Linked DNA regions of Zea mays: region 1 is linked to region 2. A link is a contact called in public Hi-C data. All regions are on one chromosome and are shown on one strand. The core of a region is the stretch at or near the end of the contact, and the rest is flanking DNA. Distances in the headings are between cores, read along the strand shown. Region 1 holds the start of LOC100279762 (putative protein kinase superfamily protein). Region 2 holds the start of LOC100279368 (Late embryogenesis abundant (LEA) hydroxyproline-rich glycoprotein family).

What was found. A called contact is a pair of places that touch in the nucleus more often than the background predicts.
Region 1: a contact with region 2 is called in a Hi-C map of endosperm, with 2.1 times the contacts expected there. The contact joins the promoter of LOC100279762 here to the promoter of LOC100279368 in region 2. A contact is called at or near these places in 2 of 25 Hi-C or Micro-C datasets (ear and endosperm).

Annotation. Positions count from the first base shown.
Region 1 is chr8:23,439,444-23,446,152 of Zm-B73-REFERENCE-NAM-5.0, reverse strand. It overlaps LOC100279762 (putative protein kinase superfamily protein), which reads left to right and starts at 1,484. Exons shown (of 4, transcript NM_001152720.1): 1 at 1,484-1,843; 2 at 2,798-4,116; 3 at 4,722-5,177; 4 at 5,295-5,721. The coding sequence starts at 3,136. The coding sequence ends at 5,543. LOC103634946 (probable serine/threonine-protein kinase At1g54610) reads right to left here. Exons shown (of 8, transcript XM_008657522.4): 8 at 6,283-6,709. The coding sequence ends at 6,660.
Region 2 is chr8:22,451,643-22,457,639 of Zm-B73-REFERENCE-NAM-5.0, reverse strand. It overlaps LOC100279368 (Late embryogenesis abundant (LEA) hydroxyproline-rich glycoprotein family), which reads left to right and starts at 3,039. Exons shown (of 1, transcript NM_001152385.1): 1 at 3,039-4,410. The coding sequence starts at 3,229. The coding sequence ends at 4,077.

The DNA.
Region 1 (6,709 bases), core at 235-2,734, 990 kb before region 2:
ATCCTCTGAAACTGTCAATGATATACATCGTCCAATTCCGAAACTGTGGATTCTTCAGGATCATAAGCAGACATAAATAATCACATATATAAACAAACAGCAGCAGTGGCCAGTGGTTCCCCTCTTTCGTTGTCCTCATGCATGTGACAGAGTGTGAGCTAGGGGAAAGCCGAAGTCAAACGAACTTCGGTGGAATGGACCTTGTGGCTGGCGTCAACGAACGGTGCTGCTAGCTAGCGTGGTGCAGCAGGAATCTTGGGGACTGCTGAACTCGTCCACCCCCGGCTGCGAGTCCCAACAGTTTTGGGATCCCTACGCTTAAGCATGTGATGGAGGAATTAATTAGAGCATGATGAGATGCGATTGGGATCGAGTCAAACAGAGTTGCTGCTTCACTTTGCAGAATCACTTTCTACGCACACACAAAAAGATAGTTCCCCTTCAAGATGACCTAATGGTAAACACGAGTATACACATTACTAGGAGTTGGGAAAATTGTCAAAAGAAGAAAAAAAAAAGATCTAAGGGCTAGTTTGGAAACACTAATTTTCCATGGGATTTTCATTTTCCCAAGGGAAAATGAACTAATTTCCCTTGGGAAAATGAAAATCCCATGGGAAATTAGTGTTCCCAAACTAGCCCTAAGGCTGCTTCTAATCCCGTAGGTGGCCCCGTTTGATTAGAGGGACTAATCTGTTTGTCCCTAGTTTGACAAACAGAAGGATTAAATCATGAACTAATTAGCTTCAGTTTCTAGTCTCTCATATGAGTGCTAAAAGGGACTAAAGAGCAATATTTACTCCAATTATTCTTGCCTAAAAAACTAGCGTGAAACAAGAAAAGGGTATTTCAGTATTTATGTATTGCATTTAATATATTTAGAATATGTTTAGTCCCTATAACCAAATAGGGTATGGACTAAAGTTTAGTATATATACTAACATTTAGTACTAGGACTAATGAAATTAAACGGGGCCTATATCTACCGTTGTATATGCTATCAGCCGTATTATTGACTCTACTATCGACCATTACCAATCTTTATATAACGCGACGCTCCAGTGTGCAAGCTTTATTATTGGTTAACAACCACCTCATTACCATGTTAGCTTCTTTTTACAGACTTTTAGTTGACATAAAACACGCCATTTTAATGAAACTTAATTAAACAAATAAAAACTACATAGTTCATAAAATATAAAATAAAAATCTATAATTTATAAATAAAATTTTATAACTTAAACATAAATACATAATCTCTGTTGAAGGAGGCTTTTAATATTATGGTTCTATATTTTAAAAATGCAACTCTATTAGATAATCTTATAATTGGAAAACCGAGCCTGATTCAAGGGCTCAGGGTTTAAACAGGCTCCAACTGTGGTATCCGTATTTACGCTGACGGGCCCAGCAAGAGAAGAAAGGAAACCATAAACCTGCGGCTCCATCGAACTCTGCAGCCAGCCTGCGTGCGCCGCCCTAGCTTCCGTCGTCGTCATCTTCTTCGTCGGAGCCTCGGAGGATACGAGGGGCCCCTGCGCTTCGCTACATTCTCAACGAAGCCCCTCTCGCAGCGGGCAGAGGCCGTACGGCGGTGCGTACCCCACCGGCACGGGGCCGCGTTTGCAGGGTGCCGCCGTACTACCACACAAGGCGCCCTTATTTTTCCCTTGTGCGCGCCCGCAATGCGCTCTTGAGATCCCCGGCTCCTCCTCCTCGGTCTGCTTCTCCTGCTCCGGCTGCTGGCCCTGGCCACCTACCCGGAGCGGGAAGAGCGGCGGGAGCCCTGCATTTTGTTCCGGTTCTCCGCGTGCCTCATCCGCCCGCCCGCGATCCCCGGGAGGTTAGTTTCTCAGCTCCGATTTTTTGTTTTGTGGTGCCAGCTCGAAAGATTTTCCTTTTTGTGTGTGGTTCCTTCCAGGACTAGTGCCAGCTTACCTCTCGGGGTGGGCGGGTTTTGGTCGATTTCCTTCTCAAAAGGCAAGTCCTATGGACGAGGATTCATCGTCCCTTCGCGATCTTGTTGTTGTTGCTTGGCTTGGCTGTTATTAAAGTTTCTACCTTTGAGCCCCAGATTGGTTTTGCTTGTGGTGGGCAAGCGCATCTATACACACTCCTCGCTTTTCGACGCCATCGACGCGCAACTCCGTTTGAGGTTTGCGTTCCGTTCGTGCTTTCGATCGCCAGCAAGTATCATCACTCTTCATTTTCGATAGATTAGATTGAAATAGTTTTGATTTGCGTGTCGATTTTACATTGGGGTGAGGCATGTCTCAGGCTTTTAGAAGCCGCAATCCCCTTTTGACTGAATGCTACTTTTGGATAAGAAGACGTCCTTTGTTTGTGCATTTGTTTTCTTCGCAAGCATTTACTGCTGCAATTGCTCACTGTTTGATGCGGCGACCCATGGAAAGTCGCAAGGATAAACCTGACAACGATAGATCTATTGTACGCAGTCTGGCGATTGGTCAATCGCAGACGTCGTGCTTGGGCCGGTCATCCTCATGCTGTTGCAGTTCCTCATGTTTCAACGCGTACTATATACTATTTGTCAAAAACCGTGCGTCTGCAACCCGTTTCACACCTGTTTTTTTGGGGACGCCCAGTGACAATAGAAACTAGAAAGAGTCAACAGCCCGCAATTTTGAATTATTGGTGTCTATTATTTTGAATCGTGTATTGGATACTTGCTACCGTTGAACTAGCCATTTTTCTAGTGCAATGATTGCCAATATATTAGTTGCCGTTGCTCAACAGATTCTGTTAACAATTTTGCCTCCCTATTGCTGTATTTTAGGACTCTTGGGAAGCCCTCCCTGTACGTGACTACTGGGACCTCCACCAAGCTCTTCAAGTTCCAGGATCAGTTCCTCTGTATTGGGCAATCTCTAGACCTCTGTAGATTATCAGCCTGATTCACAACTTGTTGCAGGTGCAAGAATTCGACTGCAGATTTTAATCGTGATTGACACGATTCCTGGTTTGAGGGCATCTGTTGGTGTTTCGAGCTAACAGGCTCCTTTCTCCCTGCTCGAAGTTTCACTTACTTCAACATGTGGTTTCTATGGATCCAGACTTCCAAAGTTGGAATCTGATCACTCGCGTCAGTGCTTCTCAGCTCCCTTGTTTGCCGTTATGGAGGAGCAGAACTCGTGGCTCAGGACCAAGTTCTCCAATACTGTCTATGCTAGGGTGGATCCCCGGAGAGTACCTGTTGCTCCGCTTAGCAAGGATGTTGAGCGGAAACTGCACAAATTCTTCAAGATGAAGAAGACTGTATCGATGCCTGTTGATCGGGATGATGGAGACACAGGGACTGCATTCAAGCACTGTGCTAGCTTGCCGCTAGTTCGATCCCAGCCTCAGCTTGACAGGGAAAAGGTCAACAAGCCCGAGAGGGCGAGCCTGGAGATTCCTTCAAGCTCCCAGATGATCTCAGAGAGTTGCAAGACTCCAAAAGCAAGGAGCCTGGTCAAGACCCCAAGTTCGATGATGCTCCTGAGCTACTTGAACAAGTCACCGTCAAATCAAGGGCATAGTTCTCACAAGGCTTATGGATCCAGACCGAGATCGAAGTCCCCCCTTCCTAGTATTGTGCCTTCCGAAGTGTTTAGGGAAGCAAAGTCTAGCAGCCAGAGGTTTGCAAGCCCTCCTCCACAGCGAGGAGGATCTGCAAAGAGTATATATGGCAAGTCATTTGGTAGGCAGGTCTCTGATATGGGTCAAAGTCCTAGATGGCGCTCAACTCCAGTTGTATCTGGTAAGCACAAGTCTCAAAAGGATAATGCTTGGACAAGGAAATACAGTGGTGGAAGGAGGGTTAGTGCAGTGAACCCTGCTGATGATCGAAGGGCACAGATGGTTAGAATGAACCAGGCAGTGCAGACGACAGTTGATTGGACACTCGATCCGTCCAAGCTGCTCGTGGGGCACAGGTTTGCTAGTGGAGCATATAGCCGGCTGTACAGGGGGTACTATGATGATAATCCAGTTGCGATCAAATTTATCCGCCAACCCGATGATGACGACAATGGGAAGATGGCTGCAATGCTTGAGAAGCAGTATAACAGTGAGATCAATTCATTATCTCACCTGTACCACAAGAATGTGATCAAGGTAACAGTTAACAAGCATGCAATCAGTTTTGTCGATTACTGCATCGTGTTCTTAGGCCCTGCTTGGAACCCCTAGAGCTAATAGTTAGCCAGCTAATAAATTATTAGCTAGGTTAAGCCAGCTAATGAACTAATTGTTAGTTGTGAGGTAGCTAACAATTAGCTGCAGTATTAGCTGATGGTGTTTGGAACCTAACAACTAAATTTTTAGTAGCTAACTATTAGTTTTAGAGGTTTCAAACAGGGCCTTAGTCTTATGTCTCCTGCAAAATGGTTATATACAAGCGCATGTGCTGATTTTACATTACATTCTTATAGCCATTATTGATATCAGTTTAAATTAATGCTACTGATTATGGCTTGTGAAGTTGCCTCTGCTGTTTTTATAAACAAATTAAACTGGTGTTACCATTCTTAGGAACATTGAAACTGCTGTGTTAGTGCACTCTACTGCTCAGAGTATTTATCAATAAGTTTCTCTTTGTATGGATTGTTTGTAATGAGTTGAGCTTACCAATTACGCATAACACATTTCAACTGCATGTAGTGTCGATTGCTTTGCAATGCAACCACCTTTCTCTGATCATTTTTTTTCTGCTAATGCAGCTTGTAGCAGCCTACAAATGCCCACCAGTTTTTTACATTATTACCGAGTTCCTTCCTGGAGGCTCAATAAGGTCATACCTAAACAATCCAGAGAACCACCCCATCCCTCTAGAGAGAACCATATCCATCGCTCTGGATGTCGCTCGTGGCTTGGAGTACATACATTCTCAGGGGATCGTTCACCGTGACATCAAGCCCGAGAACATTCTCTTCGACGAGAACCTCTGCGTGAAGATCGCTGATTTCGGCATTGCCTGCCAGGAGGCCTTATGCGATGTGCTCGTGGAGGACGAAGGCACTTACAGGTGGATGGCGCCCGAGATGATCAAGCAGAAGGCGTACAACCGAAAGGTCGACGTCTACAGCTTCGGACTGCTCTTGTGGGAGATGGTGTCCGGTAGAATCCCTTACGAGAACCTGACCCCTTACCAGGTGGCTTACGCAGTAGCCAACAGGGTAATGGTTTCTTTCTTGCTCTGATTACTTACAACTAAAAGTGAATTTCTTCGCGCAGTGACTGTCTGTTGTGGCGAATATATCTCTTACGTGGTGATTGATTGTTTTTTTCCCCAGAAATTGACGCCAACAATTTCCCCAGAATGTCCACCGGCCCTCAGATCCCTGATTGAGGAGTGCTGCGCCTTGCGGCCTGACAAGAGGCCCGACTTCTGGCAGATCGTGAAAGTGCTGGAACAGTTCCACTCCGTTCTCTTGCAGGGTGGCTGCCTCGACATACCGAAGAGCGGCCCCGGCACCTGCCAGGATCCCAAGAAGCGGCTCATGCGGTGGATTCAGAAACTGAAGCCGAAGCATAGCGCCTGAATAACTAAACTCTTATAGTTGTAGCATCGTTGCAGCCGCAGTTTTTGTCAGGTTGGGTATGCTCAGTAGTTTAGATCTCGATTCAAGGAACCAGCGTTCCAAGGATGCTCTTAGCTGTGCATCCGCTGATCTGCAATATAGATCTTACAGTACATGGTTATGCTTTTGCGTTTTTGCCTTCTCCCTTGTTGAATTTATCATGGTACCGTAGCATGTGCCTCTCACTCGTTGAGGTGGAAGCATCAGGAAAAGCAAAAGGGCGTATGCTTAATACAATTCTTGCGCCTTTCCGTTCTGTTATTAGCAGCTGCCCTGCCGTGCTTACTTGTCGTGATGCTGATATCTGAGACAGCAACTTCTGGTGGCTGCTTGACTTGAGCTCCATTATCCTTGAGGTCACAAACTATGGTATTTTCAGTTTTTCACCATGTCATGTCGACAGTATCATTCTTTTTGTCGTGTTGAGAGGTTTTTCTGAATCTGGTTTCGTATCCATTGGTTTGCACTATGGTCTCTTTGACAACGATTGTTGTACAAACAAACCTTAGATGCAAACGCGCAAAAGCATCCCAAACTTTTTAGATCGTTGAAGCTGAAGCCGCTTTTTTAGAAGGCCGTTGCTTTCACTCACATAGTATAATTTCCGCGGGCGGCGCATGAACTCAGCTTTCCGCTTCCAGCGCTCCAAACAGCTGAAAATGGAGGATCCCCTTGGTCCCAGTCACTGAGCATCTCGTCGAAAAGGTCAGCATATGTACCTACTACAAAGCTACCAGACTAAGACTTGTTCTATATGCACCCCAACAAGGTTACAAGAACAGCTGCTTCAACAAAGCTCCCAGGTCTGAGATTTGGTGAAATCACAGTGAAGAAGGGTTTCAGTTTCAGGCTCGGCGAGCAAACACTTCAACCAAAGCCCACCTGATGATACATGACTCACTCTGGTCACCGAGACACTCCGCCAATAAACAAATCACCTCCCCCTCACCTTCACACCCTCTGCTTCTCCCACCCTGTACATAGCATGGCATAGCATAGCATAGCGTCCCACCACCCGAAACCAGCACAGGACCGAACAAAAGGTTCCAACTCCAACCGATCTTGTTGGAGAGCGCCTCACTGTTGCACGGCCTGATAACTGGAGCGGCTGGAAGGGAAGACCGGGA
Region 2 (5,997 bases), core at 1,790-4,289:
GAGAAAAATGAGCTAACTTTTCTTTCAATCACCGGAAATCTTATAGTGGAATTAAGTTTTTCTAAATTAGGACCTACAAGTGTGTACGTGACGAACGTGCTGGACAGTGGGCCAGCTGAGTGCATGCTGCATGACAAGTGATGGGAGCAAATTAAAGAAGGCTTTGCGTGGCTGTTGCCTAGTGCACGCGGATGCATAGCTAGATCTTTGCAAGGACTAGGAGAAGGGAGGCATTCGTTCGAACTCGGGCTCAACCACACCACTTCCAAACTGCATACATTGTCTGTCTCAAAATATGGATAGAGTGGGCCATGCATGGCAGACGGCTGTAGACTTGCTAATTCTTAATTCATTGTGAGCTTGATCCTGGAAGTTTCTACACAGGGCTCCTATCACGTGTCGATACTGCTACTGCTATATATAGAGAGTTTGGTTGCCTGTATTTATGGGATACAATGAGCTGATGTTTGGTTGTTGTCAACCAGGCTCTACTCGTGTGAGGTGTATGTTTAGTTACCTTCGTGCAGATGTGAAGTCAGGCTCGCACGATACTCAAAGCACCCTGGACCAGTCTCTGCAGGTGCGAGTAAATTGGTCGCATCTCTAGAGTCAGGCTCCAGGTCAAGCACAACAGCCAGTAAATTTTCACTTCCTCTGTCTGCCAAATGTTTCCAAAAGCAGATTTGCACTTGTCGAGTTAAGTAAGTTTTAGAGCGTTTTTAGGGCTTGCTTGCCACTTATTCATATATTAATCCGCGGGAGACTCATACAAGATCAAAAAATCACACACAAGCCGATGTTACATGCTACATATCTCGGACTGTTACATGTCTATGACCTGTTTAGACACACATGACATGACTACATGAGCAATCTTATTCCAATTTCTTCTAATATGCTTAAACACAAATCTCGTGGAACCTAGGGTTCGAACCATCACGCGCTCTCCCTCCCACACTCAGGTTCTAACCATTGGAACACATATTTGTTTGTGTTATATAAAAAAATAGATATTGTAACAAATATTGTGAACGTAGAAATTGTAGTAACTCATAGGCAACTAACTACTAGGCTTCCTAAACGTTAGCCCGAGATCATCAATCTCTAACAAAAACCGGTCTAGCTATGGATCTATGTAGTTCCATCTTTTTTCCACAACAACATGTGCTCTAACACAGTATGTTTCCAACTAGCCTGTTGCAGACCAAACTATCTAGCCATCTTCATCTACAAAACATCTATACTAAATACGATGTTATGATTATTCGATCATAAAAGTCTTACTCTCTCTGTCCCAAATTATAATATGTTTGACTTTTTGTGCCGAGTATAATTGGCTCGTCTTATTCATTTTTTTGCGAAAAAGATGAAAAAATCAAATCCATACTTAAAATATATTATAAGCTAAACAATATCACAATAAAAAATAGTAATAAACATGATTTTTTTTGAATGATACGAGCCAGTCAAACTTATGTTAAAAAAGTCAAACGAATTATAAATTGGAACGGAGTGAGTACAAAAATTCTAATTCAAATAACTAAACTGTCGGATTAGTAGAAGCTCACTTAAATAATTCTAATTGGTAAGGTTACACAAACATATACAACTAGTACTCTAAGGACACCATAAACTCCTACACATAATAGTGAACGAAGCTAAGTCACCCTAGCACTACTCACTAACAAAACTACACAAGCTAAACTAGGGAACTACCGATTCTTAGCTATGCAAGCTAAGCAAGCAACTAGTTAAGTATAAAACTACAGCGAGGTTGTTCTTTTGAAAATACGACACATAATAAGGTAATTGAGTTTATTTCTGAGCATATCATACATAGATTCGGCATCCCTCAGACATATTAGTTGTTGATCATGGAATGTCAGTTGTATCCAAATAGATATGAAATTTTGCTTAATTATATAAAATCAAGTTGCTCAATGTATCTCCATATATACTATGCTCAAGCTTATTATATTAATAAGACTGATCAAACTTGCAAAAAAACAAAGATGATCTAAGGAGGTAATATGATGTTTTGTTTGAAGCTCTATGGACGTCTTGCGTGTTACTAAAGTTACTTTTTTTAAGCTAATATGTAGGTAAGAGAAAAAAAATATATGCATCCCAGAGGTAAAGAAACACCTCTACAGCCTCTCACATCCACCCGCCCACACGACAGAAACTAAAGCCCACCACTTAACTGCTTGGTTTTTTTCTTCTGTTCGTGTGGGTCTACAGGAGATGAATATGAAGAGCTCTAAAGATGTTTCTTTGCATTTGGGATACACATATTTTTTTTCGTAGGCAAGAGAACGTGTTACCCGTCCAAGTAAATTTAGATGCATTTAGACTTGCAAAAAAAAGTTGTATGCTATTATGTGTCATGATTTGATGATAGACGTATATCGATAAGGTAGAAAACAGGAAAATTACAACATCTTACACCGTCAACAGGTTCCATGCCAATTTCGTTCTATCCGAGGTCCGAGCCATCCAAAACGTGTCAAACAAAATGACTATCTTGCTTGAAACGAACAGTTTGCAGAGTTGTTCATGCTTCGCAAATGGCCTTTAGTTTAGCACACATTTTTTCTGAGGCAAGTTTCACCAAACCATTTTTTTTTCCCGACGATGTCTAAGTTGTACCAAACTACATTCCGACGATATTTTACCAACACTTGACAAGGCAAGGCATCAGAACTGAGTTGACTTGCCCAACAAAACCTGATGCTACTGCAGTACTACTAGTAGAATATATAAAGTGGTAGTAGAAAATACAGTGATTAACCTGCAGATTGATCCTTGATTAGCAAAATAGCACTAGCGTCGCTCCCACTCCCAGGCTCCCAGCAGAGAAAAAAAAATTCCCGGGAAAAATACCCGCCACCAATCAGTTGAGGAGGTGAAGCAAGAAGGGGAGGGGAGGACAGGGAAAAGCGTCAGCAACAGCAAGCCGGCAACAAATGATTTGGTGAGGCCGAACCATCCGTGAGGTGCCCTGTCCGGCTGTCCCTTTTCCCTCACCTTCTCCACCTGACCTCCCTCCTCGTCTTCCCTTCCGGCCTTCCCTCCCCCTCGCGCCTATAGATCTCTCTCCTCCGTTACACCTCACAGCCAAGCTCACGGAGTCGCAGTGCCACCGAGGCTTCCAAGAACCACCCCCGCCTGCCTGCGGAGCTCGGCCGTCCCCTGCGCTGCGGAGCGGGAGCGGGAGCGGCGGCGACAATGTCCTCCAACGGCAAGCCCACCCCACAGCCCGCGGCGGCCAGCGCCGGCGCCGGTGGCCCGCCGAAGATGTACCAACGACCCATCTACCGGCCGCAGCAGGCGCCCGCGAAGCGCCGGCGCGGGGGGCGGTCGTGCCCGTTCAGCTGCTGCTGCTGCTTCTGCTGGACGCTCCTCGTCGTCGTCCTCCTCGCCGTCCTGGCCGCCGTGGCCGGGGGCGCCTTCTACCTGCTGTACCGGCCGCACCGGCCGGCCTTCACGCTGACCGCGGCGCGCGTGACGAGGCTGAGCCTGTCGTCGTCCGCCACCGCGCCCGCGCTGAGCGACGCCATCGACGTGACGCTGACCGCCAGGAACCCCAACAAGAAGCTGGTGTACGTCTACGACGACTTCGCCGTGACGGCCGCCACGGCCGCCAACGCCGTGCCGCTGGGCGCGGCCACCGCGCCCGGGTTCGCGCACGAGGCCGGCAACGTCACCGTCATCCGGGCCACCGTCTCCGCGTCCGCGCTCGCGGTCGACCCCGCCGCGGCCGGCTCCGACGTCAAGAGGTCCGGCGAGTTCCCCATCGTCCTGGACCTGGAGACCAGGGCCGGCGTCCGGGTTGGCGCGCTCAGGACCAAGAAGATCGGCATCCTGGTGCACTGCGACGGCGTCAAGGTGGCCGCGCCCGCGCCCGCGCCGGCCAAGAAGACGAAGAAGCTGGCGAAGGCCGCGGCCGACACCCCAGCCCCCGCCGCCGCGGCCGTCGACGACGCGCCGGCGCCGCCCGCCGCGTCGGCCACGGCCACCGTCGCTCGCGCGTGCCAGGTCAGGGTCCGCGTCAAGATCTGGAAGTGGACCTTCTAGCCACGTCGTCGTCGCCAGCCTCCGAGGGGCCGCATTGCAAAATTTTTCGGGTGAAAGGGAAAAAGGTTGCTTTGCTTTGCTTTGCTTTGCAACACCGGGTGAAGTTTCTCCAGTCAGTCCAGTAGGAGGGAAAGCAAGGGAAACAGAATTCGAATCAAATGCCGGCCGCTGTAAATTTTTTTCCGTGTTTAATTGAATTTTACCAAATTCGGCGGGGAGGGAAGGAGAAGGAGAGGTCGGAGGAGCGGCAAGGCAGGAAGTGACGTGCCGTGTGCATTCTGTTCTGCAGTGTGAGGCTTGAACGATTTGTTTTCTCTCTCTCTCTTTCTCTTTATCGCTTTGTGTAGTGCCATTTTTTTAAATTTTTTCACGCATCTTCTTGTTGGTAGCGCAAGTACGATTTGGTGGTCTCTTACTTTTAACCATGTAATCCAAAAGTGTCTGGAATGTATAATTGGTAGTGACATGAAGTGTAGTACTGTACTCTCTCCGTTTTTTGTGCTGTGTGCTAATTTTATTCAATTTGCATCTGCGGATGAAGTGACCCAAAGCTCTGTTTTGGATTTGTAATTAACCGGGAGGGGTGTCGGTGAGCCCTGATGTCGAGGGTGTCTGACAAATTCTAGTCGTGAAAAAGGAAAAACGAAGATGCTAATATGGCGCTGCCTTTTTCATGTGAAGGACAGTAGGACACTCGAGGCTGAGGCGAAGGTGCTGCCAGTTGGATCGGAGTGACGCCAGCGTGACGTAGTGAGTTCTGGAATGGGGGAAAAAGGGCAAAGGAGGACCAGGGCCAAGTAGCAGCATGTTCTCAGGGCTCATTGTGTGATTACTGCTACTCCCTCTGTTTTATTTTAATTGTCGTTGGATAGTGCAAAATTAAACTATTCAGCGACAACTAAAAACAAATAGAAGAAGTACTATACTACTCCTACTAGTAGCAATTTTGTAGTTAAAGAGTGTCAACAAGGAGGAGCGTGGGTTGGTTAATCGGGATCGGCGAGCCATTAACAAAAGGTCAACCTGCACTGCACTCATTAAAGCGGCCTGCGTCGTCTTTCCCCAGCACGCCCCAAATGACCAAAAGCAAAAGGCTGTGCAGCGATCTGCAAAGACTGTCGGGGACGCCCCTCACTGCATCATCAGATCAGACACCAGTGTTGCATTGCATGGCTGCAAGCCCAGTGCTAATCATGTGAGGCCTGGAGAGACGGAGGAGACGAGCACAGCGGACAGCGGTGGTAGCTGGGGATGGATGCTTGGAGTGGTCGCCATCACTAGCTAGCTTGACAGCAGCCGCACGGCGGCGGCACTGGGAACGGACGACGACGGCCTGTTGCCTGCATGTTGGCCGGACGGTGAGAAGTCCGCTTCGGAGATTAGCTGGAGTGCTAGCTGTTGTGTGACGACTGACAGTGCCAGCCTTTTCTTAATTGATTAACGAAAGAGAAGGATCCCTTGTTTCCTCGTGTTACGCTGACGAGGAACCGTAGCTTGCACATGGAAGAAGAACCCAATCTGGTATATCAATTTGCCGGCATATAGCATAAGAGCTAACAGGAATAGTCCTCCCTCCGTTTCGTTTTAGTTGTCACCGCTAGTGCAAAACAAAACGAGTCATAATAGTTGTCGCTCTAGTTGAAGTAAAAAGTAAACTACCATTTTTGCATCTTGCAGCAGGTGTTTAAGTTGGACGAAATGCCAAGACCTAAGTCGAAGCTTGTGGGAGGACAAAATCATCAATACATAGGTTCCTTATTCTGCACGAAGCTGTTGAAAATGACTTGTAAAACGAAACAGAGTGAGTATAAGATAGTGGTCAGCATGCTTAAATCTATGCTTGTTTTACATTTTGAGTGATCGAAATATTAGAACTCGAGACTTTTTATACCCACGGATGGATAGGGGTAGTCTCATGAG